Regions from separate parts of the Mus musculus genome. Here region 2 is linked to region 1. Evidence: chromatin contacts called from public promoter capture Hi-C data. All regions are on one chromosome and are shown on one strand. The core of a region is the stretch at or near the end of the contact, and the rest is flanking DNA. Distances in the headings are between cores, read along the strand shown. Region 1 holds the start of Pik3ap1 (phosphoinositide-3-kinase adaptor protein 1). Region 2 overlaps Gm33951 (a long non-coding RNA gene).

Region 1 (7,022 bases), core at 3,540-6,039:
GACTGGTCTGTAAGAAAGAAGATGGGGGATTTTCTGCTTTCTTTTTTTTTTTTTTTTTTTTGGTTTTCCAAGACAGGGTTTCTCTGTATAGCCCTGACTATCCTGGAACTCACTCTGTAGACCAGGCTGGCCTCGAACTCAGAAATCCACCTGCCTCTGCCTCCCAAGTGCTGGGATGAAAGGCGTGTGCCACCACTGCCCGGCTGATTTTCTGCATTTTAAATTGATGCAGGGAGACTCAGCATACAGTGAATGTCACCATCTCCTGGCAGATGGGTCTGCCATGCCTAAAAAAAAGCTAGCTGGGCATCAGTCAGAGAAGGAGGCAGTAAACAGCTTTCCTAATTGGCTCCTGCCTTGAGTTCCTGCCCGGATTACTCTCTGTGATTAATTGTGATCTGGAAGTGTAATGTCAGTTAACCCTTTTCCCCCCAAGTTGTCTTTAGTTAGTGGGTTTTATCACAGCAACGGAACTAGAAAACAGTGAGGGAATGCAGACACGGTGACAACGCTATGACATTTTTCACATTCCTTTTTCACAGGCGGGAGATAAGGCAGCTCCTGAGCAATGAATGGATTAAAAAATGGCAAATGTTCAGGAAATTACCTCACTGGAGCCAAAAGGCAGATGCCTAGAATTTTGTGTCTTTGAACTTGGGTTGCAGGCCTGCAATTAGCATTGCTGTTGCAGAGGGGCCTCTGAGCTCCTTCAGAGGGCCTTCAGAAAGAGGGGCTACAATGGTGAACAGAGAAGATGGCCACATTGTTGCAAGAAGGTGAGGCTTCCAGTCTTTTGCAAAGCTGCTTGCTCTCAGAATGTCACAATATCCTGTGTTGGGCTTTTAATAGGATGCCCTGCTGGGTCAGGTTGAAACTGCCTGGAACAGCGGTCACTCAGCACCTCCTCTGAAATCCAGCCTAAAAGTCCATTTTAATCCTGTCTTCACACACTGCACCTTGATGGTATATACTGGCCCCAGTGTCTTGGGACTCTGGAACAGGGTGAAAATAAAGCTTTCCATAGGAAGGTGGGGTGAACGGAGGCAGGTAACTTAACCTGCACATTAGCAACTCCAGCTACAAACTGAAAGGCTTGTACTTGGTGATTTAAAAACAGCTGTGGGCTGAGTCCCATACAAGGCATTGGAGGAGAGGATATGGGAAGAGGAGGCTTGCCTCCAATGGACTGCCCAGCTCAGAGCATGAGCGGGAGTAAGACATGCTGGGTGAACTTCCACTCCCAAACTCCTTTTTTGGAGAGTTGTCCAGGCCAGGCATAGCAGAGGGAGCCCACAGGTGACAGAACATCTGCAATTTCCACTGCCATGGAAGTGACGCCAGCATAGGTGACTTAGGCCAAAGCAGAGTCTGATACGTATTTTCACTTGGTCACGTGCATTGGCTCTGTCACTTGGTCACAGCAATGACTGTGTTCAAACAGTTTTGCAATTGCTGGTTGTATACCCTTGGGCAGAAGTTCTTGACCTTTTGGTGATGTGTTAGAATGTGAAGGTCACGTCTCAACAGCACGCTAGGCCAGGGCAGTTCCATGTGGAAGAGGTTTTATTAGGGAAAAGGAGAGACGGTGGCGGCAGAAAGAGAAGAGGGGGAGAAAGAGAGAGGGAGGGGTGTTTTCCTAATTTATATGGGGAATGATGTAACACAGGTAAAGGTGGGAGGTGAGCCAAGTGGATGTTGGGAATATGGTGCCTGTTGCCTTGACAACAGGTTTGCAGGTCACAAGTTGCACTGTCGCCTATGTGATGTCATAGGTTTCAGAGGTCCTGATGCCAACATTTGGTCTACAGGGGATGTATACTAGCAGTACCATTCTCACAGAAAAGCTAAGGGAATTAGGATGGATTGAGATGGCCCACAAGAACACCGAGGTCCTCAGACTTATAATCTCAAAATAGCATCTTGAAATAAAGAATAGAAATTTCTTTTCCTTTGGCTCTTCTCTCTCTCTCTCTCTCTTTTGTTTTGTTTTTGTTTTTTTTGGGTTTTTTTGTTTTTGTTTTTGTAGACAGGGTTTCTCTGTATAGCCCTGGCTGTCCTGGAACTCACTCTGTAGACCAGGCTGGCCTCGAACTCAGAAATCCACCTGCCACTGCCTCCCGAGTGCTGGGATTAAAGGCATGCGCCACCACGCCCGGCTCCTTTGGCTCTTCTTTGCCAATATCAAACATGTAACCATCAGGTCTAAGTCCCCCACCCTCTCCATCCACTTAGTGGGACTTCTTCTGGATGGCAGATGGGCCCTTCTTCTGATGAGCAATATTCTGTCATATCAGAGATGCAAAACTGGAGACACTATTTCCCCTAACCTGATTCTTTCTGTTGATCAGAGAAACATGGTGGCTTGTGTCCAAAACTAGGAATGCCCTTTCACCCAGGAGTATTGACCTCTGGGGTCCTCTCCCAGCCAAATTCCAGGAACCAATGCGGCTCCACAATGTGAGAAACGTGGCCAGTAGACTGAGTGACCAAGACCTTGCCTGCCCCTGACAGGTGACCTCTAACAGCTGGAGAAGGGGCAGGAATACTTAGGTTGATGTCATCCAGATTATCATGGTTAAAAGTCAGGAAAGGGCCCTTACTCTTCTAGAACCTGCAGTCAGAAGAGGGGAGCATGCTTTTGAGGCGGGGACATTAGGGATTTGGCCTCAAATATAGGCCAAGTGATTATAAAGTGACTCTAACAGGGGACATAGATCATCTATGTCCAGAGGTCCAGGGGCATGAAGGAGGCTTCAGGCTCAGGTAGGATCCTGAGGGCTGGTGTTTGAGTCTTATATTTTCTGACCTGGGATTCCTTCATTGTCCACACCAGGAAGCTGTGGGCTTTCAGGGTCACAGCTTGGCCGAGGCTCCATAACGGTAAGTGAAGGAGTCAGATAAGAATTCAGGGTGCTAAACTCCGTCCCTGCTCCACGCTCTGGTCCTACCACCCATCCCATTTCCTGCTCATATTCCGCTGCTCCAGCCTGGGCTCCTGCATATTGGTTACAGTGTCAGCAGTGGCTTGTCCTTCTGCCTGGTGACATTCTCCCCAGGGCCTCACAGTGATCCTCAAATACTAACAGCCTTGCCTCCAAGGCCCCCATGCCTGGTCCTCCCAAACATTGGGTTCCTGTTCCTACTCAGCAAAGATGCAGAAGCACCCGTGGTCTTGCGTGGGCGTCTCCATGGCTCTGCCCTTGCTCTGGTTCTGTCTCTTTACCCCCTTGCCCCACCCACTACTGCTGCCTCAACTCCAACGATGGCATCCATGACAAGGTTCTCAACCCCCAACCCTTTGCATCCTTGCCCTTCTGCCATGACAGGGCTCCCCATCACACAGACACTTCAAGCTCAGGATCTCTAAACTTTAAATCCTCCCGTTAGCATTGCTCTCTAATGGCTTTTATAACATCCGGCTTAACTTTGGCATTTTATAGTCCCTCCTTCTTGGCTCAGGATTCTCAAATTTTCAGTGTCTCAAAAGAGGGGTCTGTCCCTGGATCTCAGATCTAAGGATTTACTGGTCATATGCATTTCTGAGCACATTTTCTGGCCAGAGTTAGCACCAGAGGATAGAGACTCCACAGCAAAAAAGATTGAGCTAACTTTGAGGAACTTAGAGCTGAATACAGGAAGCATCAATTAAAGCCATTCTGGAAAAAATAAAGAAATGTTTTTATAAGCTCAATTAAAGAACTCTAATAGTGTGAAATGGCTATCACGGTGTGTCAGAGTAGGGGCAGAGGCCAAGGATATCCTAAACAGGGGGAATGGCAGGCAGCATGTTCATCTCTGCTTTAGGGACCCTTGGCCTGTGTTAGGTGGAGAAACTATGCCCAAAGATACCCAGACTCAAATCTCTAGGATCTGTGAATTTGCTACATTATAGGACAAGGGTCTGAAGTTGTAGATAGATGTATTGAGGCTGCCATCAAGGGGCCCTTAGATGTCTTTTCCTGGACGATCCGGGCAGTTTAATGTATTCCCTCAGAAGTGGGAAAGGGGCTGGTGACATGGCTCAGGGTAAGGGTGCCTGCTGCCTAGTGTCTAGCCACTTTGATCAGTTTGATTTACCAGAACTCCATGGTGGAAGGAGAGAACAGACTCTGTCCACTCTGTGAACCGAACAACATGTGCATGCACATTCCCACACAAGCACACAAAATAAATAAACTAAGATTTTTTTTTTTTTTTTTAAAGTGGAGGAAGATGGAAGAAAGCCAAAGAGCTCTGATAGTGGAAGTGGAACAATCGTGTGTGGAAGGTTCTTGGCAGTGATAACATCTATCTATCAAAGATTATGCTTAACACCCATGTGCCCTTAGAGGGCCAGATCCAAGGAAATGCAGAAGGGTCACAGGAGGGCACCCAAGGGCAACGCCAAGACCCTAGGGCCAGGTGCTTCTCCTTCCCCTTCCTGCAGGCCTTCCCTATTCTTGGGGGCAGTGTCTCAAGGACAAGTCCCAAGGGACAAGGTGGTTGGGACAGCTGTGCTATGCCTCCCCACTTCAAGTCTGAGACTAGCTAGCCCTACAGTCTGTCTTCCCTCCCCCAGTTCCAGCACCTCAGACTGCTCTTGGGGGACATCGAGGTGGCTGCCTGCTTTCGGGACACACGTGGCACGAGCAGGGGTCGGCGCCGGGAGCTGGCGGCTGGTCGTGTGGACTTCTCACTTCCCCTCCCCAACCGCCGCGCGTGCAGGTGCCACGCGGAGCCCCGCAGGCGGGGCAGACCCTCTGGACACGCCCCCGTGCGAGTCCCCGCTGCCCGGCAGGAGGAAGCGCCAGAGTCGCCACTGTCCTGAGCACAGCTGGACTCTGCTTCTAACCCCGCGCCAGCGACGTCGCCTACCGCGGCTGTGGGCACCGGATACCGTGCTCCGGTGCCAGCCGGGGATGCGAGCTGCTCCCGGGACGGCATGGCAGCCTCAGGTGGGTAGCAGGCGCAGCGCTCTCCAGCTCCCGGCTCCTGGCTCGCGCGCCCCTGGTCCTTGAGGCTCTCTGACACCACCCTCCCAGTCTTGAGACCTGTCTCCCTACTTCTTTAGTCTTTAGTGAGGGGATTTTGTATTCTTTCCGGTCTTTTCTCCAGTCTCTGTCGCAAACTTCCCCTCTGAACTTTCTCACGTTTCCCCTAACCGGTCTGTGCACGATTCTGTCTTGCTCCTGCCTGGGGCTCGACCTATCCCAGTTTCTAAGTCTTCTTTTCTCCCTTCTAGCTGTAAGTTGCCAAGGGTCGCTTTCTCAGCTCTAACTCTGAGTACTCTGAGGACAGTTGATAGGAGGTGGAGGGCGGATTCTGTAAGAAGCCAGATGCTTCTCTTAGGGTCTTATCCAACCAATAGGGGGCGCTCAGGCAGTCTTAGGTGGTCCAGGGACAGCTTCAGAAGCCCCCTTTGTCCACCGCGATTGTATATCTTCTCTGGAATTTTGGTAAAAAACCGAGACCACACTCTAATTTTACTCTTACTCTGTTCTCTATGTAACTTATGTGCCCAGGGGTAATTGGAATTTGGTGGGCAAATCATCAAAAGGTGCCAGAAGTTTCTTCTGGTTGGTCTTGGGTTTCTTTCTAGCTCATGAGCATATGTACACTTGGCAAGTCCTTAGCTCGCTGAGGTTCAGGACAAACCATGTAAGGACAACGTTGAGAGACAGTTAGTGAGCAGCACCTATACACCTCAGTGGCTATAGGCGTAGTAGATTCTTGGTGAGAACCTTGTCGGTCTGGTCTCTGTTCACCACAGAGTTTTGGTGGTGTGAAAGAAAACAGTAACTAAATGAGGAATTGCTAGATGAGAAGAGAGAGTTGCCATGTTTTCGGTTTGGCTGACTTGTGTTTACCTAGCTCCAGCGTGATGCTTTGAGAGAGAATGAAAACCAGATGATAGCATCTCTTGAGAGAGATCGTGTAGCGTGGGCTGGGGGAAGTCAATGCTTGGGAGGGAAGGGAGCAGATGCTAAAGCCAACTGTCTCCAGATCTGCTAAGGTCTAGCCTTGGGTCATGGTACTTTGGAACGAAGGTAGAAAAGGCTTTGATAATACATGCTTATTATTATTATTGAAGGGGCTGGGAGGGTGGTTCATCAATGGCCTGCGGTTCCCTAGCCAGGCTCTATGGGATAAAGCAGCACTGTGGCTCAGGGTCCACTCACTGGACAAACTTTATTGAGTGCTTGCCGTTTCCAGGCACTGTCGTAAGAAGATGAAAGCTGTGTAACTGAGAACAGGGGAGGCAACAGCTCATTGAATAACAAAATCAAGGCAGGTGCATCGGGAAAGTGGACAGGGGAAAGTAGGCAAGCCCTGAAGGAGGGAAGGCAGGGGGTCCTGGGGAGGAGTATGTCCCAGGCAAGGGGTCTATTCTATGTGTTTGAGATACACGGAACAGCTATGGTAGCTGGGTGGATGGAGGGTTTGGGGAGAGTTAAAAATAAGGTGGCTAAGCTCCTGTTTGTCTCCTTTCCTGGATGGGATGGGCTCTGGGCTGCTGTGCACTAGAGGACAGCACACTGGGAAGCCTTTGAGCAACCTGCTTTTCCTGTCCAGTGTCTTGATGGCTGGCTCTAAGGGGAATAACTGAAGGGGCTAGGTTTGAAGGGTGGACTCAGGTTCAGATGAAGACTCTAACCCAACAACCAAAGCTGGGGTAGTGGATAAAGCTGTCCAAAACTCTGCTGTCAGTGTCCTCTGTGGTGGAACACTATGCCAGGCGGTGTGAGACTGCGTTCCTTTGGGCTCCCTGGGTACTTGTCTATACTTATGAGTAGCCCTGAGGGCAGGTCATATATAGTTAGGGGAAAGCCAGGTTTCCCACTAACATGCTATAGGCTGGAGAGCCATCCAGGCCAATATCCTGTATGGCGTCCTTATTTTAAAAACAATGTCATAATGCATGCACTCAATATGCTGTGTGCCCAGCTTTTGATACTGTGGCATGATGTCATCTATGAATGAGTGGAGCCACACCCATAGCTATCCTGGGACACATTCAGCTCATGGGCTACTGATTGGCTGTG
Region 2 (6,442 bases), core at 3,120-5,619, 54 kb before region 1:
CTGCCTTGTGGCTGCATCCACTATGTGACTGACAACCGTGTCCAACTTAAATGGTATGGCTCTCTCTTCCTTTTCTATGTATTCTTCTCTGGTCACCTGCCAGGACTTACAACTAGCTGCCCTGGGCTTTGTTTTTCTAAACTCTAATAAAACTGTAACCTAACTTCTGTTTGCGTCCATTTTTTCTTTCTTTTTAATAAAAATGACTAAGAGCTCCAGAAAGAGACTCAGAGTCCCCCATACAACACTATCAAGGGAAATCAGGATGACTTTAGTAAATTTCTGCTGAATGAAACAGTTGCAGCTTGTGAATTTCTGTTATTCTGTGAATTCTGAGTTGGGAAGACCCAGATGTGTTGTTCTCTGTTTCTGACACAGCATCCTCATGACATTCACTTGGGTCTCCTAAGGCATATGCCTGCATGGTACACCCTACAGGCTTTGCCTGTCCCTAAACATTCTGAAACTCCTTGGAGACTGGATGAAATTTAAAGTAACATATTAGTAATGAATACATTTCAGAAAATATTTAAAATAGCAGACCCATTTGGTTTACCAACCAAAATTCGTTTATTTCTTGAAAAAAAGAAAGAAAGGAAATGATAGCTTTTAGATTAGTTCAGTTTATGGATTGTGGAGAAGAAAGAGTTCAGATTTAGCAGGCCTAAGGATAACCTGTCCACAGAAGTTGAAGCCCTTGAGAGGACAAGTCTACCCGCACTAGCCCGGTAGTGCACAGCGCCTCCTACTGGTGATGCTTGGCAGCAGCCCTTCCCTCTAAAACGAATGTCCCTCATAGAAGGAGCTGGATCAAGGCAGGATGAAGCACCCCAGCAGATGCGCTACAGACAGCTCAGAAGTAACTGGACTTGCACTTTTACATCCTCTCTGGCTTCTGAGTTTTTGCCTGTCTTAGCTTACGGTTTCCTATTCTGTATGGTAAAGGCAACCAGCTGAACCTGAGGTTTCATTTCTGGGCTGGTTTCTCTCTGTGGGTTAAAATCCCCTCTTAAAACTTCCTCTGGTGCTTCCTGTTTCTCTTCAAGTAAAGGAGAAAAGAAAAGGGAAAGCGTTCTCGAGTGGTGAGAAGCGCGTTAACTATGCGCTTTGAGAGCGCTTAGGAGGAAGATGTACCTGGCGAGAAGGTTCCATCGGAGATTTCTAAAAGGAACAGCATGCCATGTTCTGCAGCTCGGCATGCCGTGACATTTGCTCTGAAATGCCTTCATCCCAGCAGGAAAGTACAGCACGGCGTGAGAGAACAGCCTGTTAACGGTCCCTCTGGTCCCTAGTGAGAGGGACCACAGTGCACATCGCTCAGCAGTACTGACTTAGTCCATCTCTCAGGCAGGGAGAGTGTAAAACGCGTGGCTTTTGTGTGCCTCTGATGATGGGCTTTTTTTCAGAGGTTTGTTGACTGTAGTGCACTATGGGCTTTTGTTCCTATCTTTAGCTCCCGCTTGTAGATTTCTTTTCTTTTCTTTTTTTTTTTTTTTTTTTTTGTTTTTTTGTTTTTTTGTTTTGGTTTTTCAAGACAGGGTTTCTCTGTATAGCCCTGGCTGTCCTGGAACTCACTTTATAGACCAGGCTGGCCTCGAACTCAGAAATCCGCTTGCCCTCTGCCTCCCGAGTGCTGGGATCAAAGGTGTGCGCCACCACGCCCGGCCCGCTTGTAGATTCCTTTTGCATTAATTTGAAGGAATAACTTATATATTCATTGTCAGGTCCAGAGGAAATTACAAAACTCCAAAAGGCGGCTCAAGGAGCTCAGCCTGAAACTGTAGGAGGATTCCTTGCGCTTAGATAAAACCCAGCATTCCTCCGGAGCTAAGGAAATCCTTTCCCAGCTACCAGAAGGAGTCATTTCCCATACCTTTGGCTGAAGGGTCACTTGGCCACCTGTGGTGCCTATTAGCATATCAAAGCTCATGCTGTTCTCCAGGCCCCCCTCAGAATCACAAGTACTTGTTACAACTTTCAAAGTCTGAATAGAGTGTATATTAGAATCCTAAGTGCTTGTTACACCTTTCAAAGTGTATATTAGAGGTGGATCTTCAACTGGGGGAGAAAAGCAAACAAGCCCCTTCTCACCTCCCCCTACCCTAACCTGCCCCCAGCTCACGGGCATCCCTCCCCCTACCTACCCATCCTCCTTCTACCCCTGCTACTCTTGCTGTGTGCTCTCCCGCTCTCTGCTCTGCTCTGGCTTCACTCACCATGTTTTCCCCATTCTCTAACCTCTGCTGCAGACAGAGTGTCTACCCTCACTTGTAGACAGCTCTGGCCATGTCTGGTCTGCTGGCCATATTCAGTTTACTTTTTTCTCTGCTCTGGGCTGTTCTCTGGCTGTTCTCTTTCTCATATCTACCTTCCCCTTTAACCACGGAGTGGTCATATTGTCAGTTTATATACTAGAAACACAGATGTTTTGTCATAGCTTGCAAATATTCCCTCCCAGCCTACTTTTTATCTGGAGAACTTGTTAGTGGTGTGTTAGACGTTTACGTGGTGAAACTCATCTACTCATTCATGGCTTCCAAGTTTAAAGTATTTCTTTAAAAGGAACACCACCACCTGGACGTTAAATAAGTGTGCATGTTCAAATTTTTTGCTATTTTAATGGTTCTCTATAGATTTGTACATATGTCTTTAATCTCGGGGTGGTTAGTTATTGCTTATATATGTGAGTAGTGAATGAGAAGGTTTTAAACCCCACTCCCCAGATGAAAACCCACCCCTAACATACACTATTCAGAGCCAGTAACTGTGGGCACAACCAGTTGGTGTCTGACCATAGCTACTAGAGGTGTGAACATCATTTTTTTTAATTCAGTAATTTCACATCTATAAAAATGCCCATAGATGTAAAAGCAGAAGAATATAAGAACGTGGGCTGGCGAGATGGCTCAGTGAGTAAGAACACTGACTGCTCTTCCAAAGGTCCTGAGTTCAAATCCCAGCAAACACATGGCTCACAACCACCTGAAATGAGATCTGACACCCTCTTCTGGTGCGTCTGAAGTTGGCTACAGTGTACTTATGTATAATAATAAATAAATCTTTGGGCTGGAGCAAGCAGGGACTGAGCAGGGCCAACTGGAGCAAGCAGAGGTCCTAAAAATTCAATTCCCAACAACTACATAAAGGCTCACAACCATCTGTACAGCTACAGTGTACTCACATACATAAAATAAATCTTTTTTTTTTTAAAGAATATAACAACGTACACAGAAGGTACACCTCATATAGTTTTGTTTATCCATTGAATTAACCTGGGAGTATACATTTGAATAAATTTCATGGATATATTCTATTAAATGGTACAGATTATTCAAAAGAATGCTCTGCCTACGTACTATTTAGAAAAGTATTCATGGTATATTGTTAAATGGAAAAAGCCTTGTTTGTGCATGCACCTATGTCTCTATAGGTGGGAAATCCCATAAATACAGGTACAGAGATGTGTACATGTGACGCCAGCTTCCTAGGAAGGCAGAGGCAAAAGAGGGATGCCAGACCCAAGGAGGACAAGACCAACATGGGAAACAGGAAGAACCTATTTCAAAGAAAAGCACACAAATAAAACAACATTAAAATGAATTTGAATGTTGCAAGGCCATCACAGGCTACTGTTTGTCTCTCCAAAGATGAGAAACTACAATGGAGGAGTAAGCGTTACAACAGTTTGATTTTTGACATGCACCTTTAACGTCTGTTTTTGTTTGTTTGTTTGTTTTTTGAGACAGGGTTTCTCTGTATAGCCCTGGCTGTCCTGGAACTCACTTTGTAGACCAGGCTAGCCTTGAACTCAGAAATCCGCCTGCCTCTGCCTCCCAAGTGCTGGGATTAAAGGCGTGTGCCACCATGCCCAGCTGCACCTTTATTGTCTTAATAACCCATCAGAAATTCTATTTCATTGATTTGATTGACAGCTTGGTGCTGAGAGACATGTACTTAAAGTAAGGTAAATCAAGGAAGAAATCGAGCCAGGCTTAATGAAGTTCCTTTAATCTCTGTACTCAGAAAACTAAGGAGAACTGCAAGTCAGAGGCCAGCCTGGGACAGTCTTTCAGAATGAAAAGGAAAAAAAAAAACAAAACAAAAAACAAAAACCCAAAGAAGTTACACTACTGGCTGGTTCATTTTGAGAGGAGCAGAGAAGCCTTTTAGGGGAGGGAGAAGGCAGCTCAAGGCTCATGTTTTCCCTCTAGCAAGGCTGAAGGGAGACTGGAAAGATGGGCAGGTTTGAGAAGGAATGGATGTGCTGTCTGAGTCGATCTAGAAGCGGTCGACAGGCACTTCAGAAAGGCTGATTTTAGCATATGTTGCACATTTCTAATCAGCAGAACTGTCCAAAAATTGAAGCATCTGTCACATGGATTTTGAGGTTTTCCGTTGCTAGAAATATCAAACCGAGGCTAGGTGACCATCTGTCATGTGTGCTGTGGAAAAGGAATCTAAATTTAACTGCAGGGTGAACTAGATAATTTTGCACATCCTTCCAATGCTATAATTCTAGGGGTTTGACACCTGGGAAACTTTATTGAACTATAAGGCTATGAATGGAGCGTCTTAGGAAGAGGCTCATCCACACCAAAGGTCTCACTGTGATAGATGGGACAGATCGGAAATCTGTGTTGTGTTGTATTCCCACACTATGTTACTTTCATGAACATGTATTAAGATTGCAATAAAACTTATTAAAAACAAACATTTCTTTCTCCCTCCTCCCTTTGGTTTTTTGAGACAGGGTTTCTCTGTGTAGCCCTGGCTTTCCTGGAACTCACTTCATAGACCAGGTTGGCCTCGAACTCAGAAATCTGCCTGCCTCTGCCTCCCAAGTGGTGGGATTAAAGGCGTGCGCCACCATGCCCAGCAAAAATAAACATTTCTATAATGTTTCCATTTTCACATCAGAGATTTTCTATAAATAATGATCTCCTTACCCCCTTGATGTCAAACACAGGTACAACATAAAGTCCTAAAGATGACTTTGTAACCATCTTCCTTCCTTCCTTCCTTCCTTCCTTCCTTCCTTCCTTCCTTCCTTCCTTCCTTCCTTCCTTTTTTGAGAAAGCATCTCACTATGCAGGTCTGGATGGCATTTAGCTCACTCGGACCCATCTTCCTCTGCTCTCCAAATATTGGGATTAAAGGTGTGCTCCATCATGCTCTGCCAAGAATGAAGATATTCTTTTTTTTCTTCTTCTTCCTTTCTTTCCTTTAAAAAAGTACTTATTTATGTATTTTATGTACATGAGTGCTCTATCTTCGTGAACACCAGAAGAAGGCATTAGATTCCATTCCAGATGGTTGTGAGCCACATGGATGCTGGGATTTGAACTCAGGGCCTCTAGAAGAGTAGACATTGCCCTTAACTACTGAGCCAGCTCTCCAGACCCAAATGTAAGTATTCTAATAGATAGTTGTGCCTTTCGCTTTCAGCTTCTTCTTGTTGTGATATATGGCAGACTTCTCAGATGATGAAAGTCCCCTAGAAGCCTCACACTGGGAGAAAGCAAGCAATGGGCTCTGCCAGCCAGCAGGGAAGTGTGTCTTCCAGAGAGAGGTTCCACATAGCTCTGACAAAGTGTCATACAACCTTGCAGGGGAGGGTGGGACCCAGAGGATGATGATGGGCAGGCCGCACTCTGACTGGGGCTGTTCAGCTCTTCAGACTTCATGGAAGGACTTGAAGACAGACTAGGAGAGCTGGGTCACTGCACCTCTCTGTCTCTTCCCATGAGGGTTATTGATTTTCACCGTGACCTCTTTGTTTAATTGTCCTGTCAAGCTTGGTCTCTGAGGACTGCCTGGGCCTAGGCTGTGACCCTAACAACTTCCAAAACAAAGTAGGGTTTTTTTTTTCTTTTTGTTTCTTCTCCTTTCCTTCCCTTTCTCACTTTCTCTCTGTGGGGTGTGTGTGTGTGTGTGTGTGTGTGTGTGTGTGTGTGTGTGTGTTGAATGTGGAAATCAGAGGTCACTATTAGGTGTCTTCCTTACCATCCTCCACCCCAGTTTTTGAGACAGGGTTTCTCACTGAACCTAGAGATAACTGATTAAGCCAAAATCCTTTAAAAATGTAAAACATTTATTTATTCTCTTTCTCTCTGTCTCTCTCTGTGTCTCTCTGTCTCACTCTGTCACCCTCTGTCTTTCTCTGTCTCTCTGTCTCCCTGTGTCTGTCTGTCTGTCTGTCTGTCTCTCTGTTTCAGGGAACAACTAGCAGGAACTGCTTTTCTCTTTCCATTGTGTAGGTTTTGAGGATCAAACTCAGGCTTGACAAGTGGCTCCCTTTACCTATTGAGCTATTTCACTGGCCCCTCTAAAAATCTTTTTCCAGACATATAGAAGCTGAAAGGATATGTAGCCTGCACAGCCATAGTGCAAACTATAATGATGAAAGTCCTCTGGGTAGAAGAAGCATGAGCGCTGGGCGTGG

What was found. Promoter capture Hi-C pulls out the DNA fragments that hold promoters and counts their contacts.
Region 2: a contact with region 1 is called in a promoter capture Hi-C map of pre-B cells, with 4 times the contacts expected there. The contact joins the enhancer-like site here to the promoter of Pik3ap1 in region 1. A contact is called at or near these places in 12 of 39 promoter capture datasets (the C10 cell line, the HPC-7 cell line, frontonasal cranial neural crest and 6 more), 2 of 15 datasets of contacts at CTCF or cohesin (large pre-B cells and pro-B cells), 8 of 484 Hi-C or Micro-C datasets (the C10 cell line, LSK cells, bone marrow-derived macrophages and 4 more), 10 of 115 datasets of contacts at active chromatin or transcription factors (the 230-238 cell line, the HPC-7 cell line, bone marrow-derived macrophages and 6 more) and 3 of 9 other capture datasets (adipose tissue, liver and pancreatic islet).

What each region holds. Positions count from the first base shown.
Region 1 is chr19:41,382,869-41,389,890 of GRCm38.p6, reverse strand. Pik3ap1 (phosphoinositide-3-kinase adaptor protein 1) reads left to right here and starts at 4,789. Exons shown (of 17, transcript NM_031376.4): 1 at 4,789-4,934. The coding sequence starts at 4,922.
Region 2 is chr19:41,437,103-41,443,544 of GRCm38.p6, reverse strand. It overlaps Gm33951 (a long non-coding RNA gene), which reads left to right. Exons shown (of 2, transcript XR_386711.2): 2 at 1-163. Among named protein-coding and RNA genes, the nearest start is that of Gm33951, 4.8 kb to the left of the region's middle. Within about 2 kb of position 4,369, at least 6 of the 459 cell types and tissues checked have an H3K27ac peak or open chromatin away from gene starts, as enhancers often do. A contact at or near this core is called in the HPC-7 cell line and pre-B cells, where this site is marked.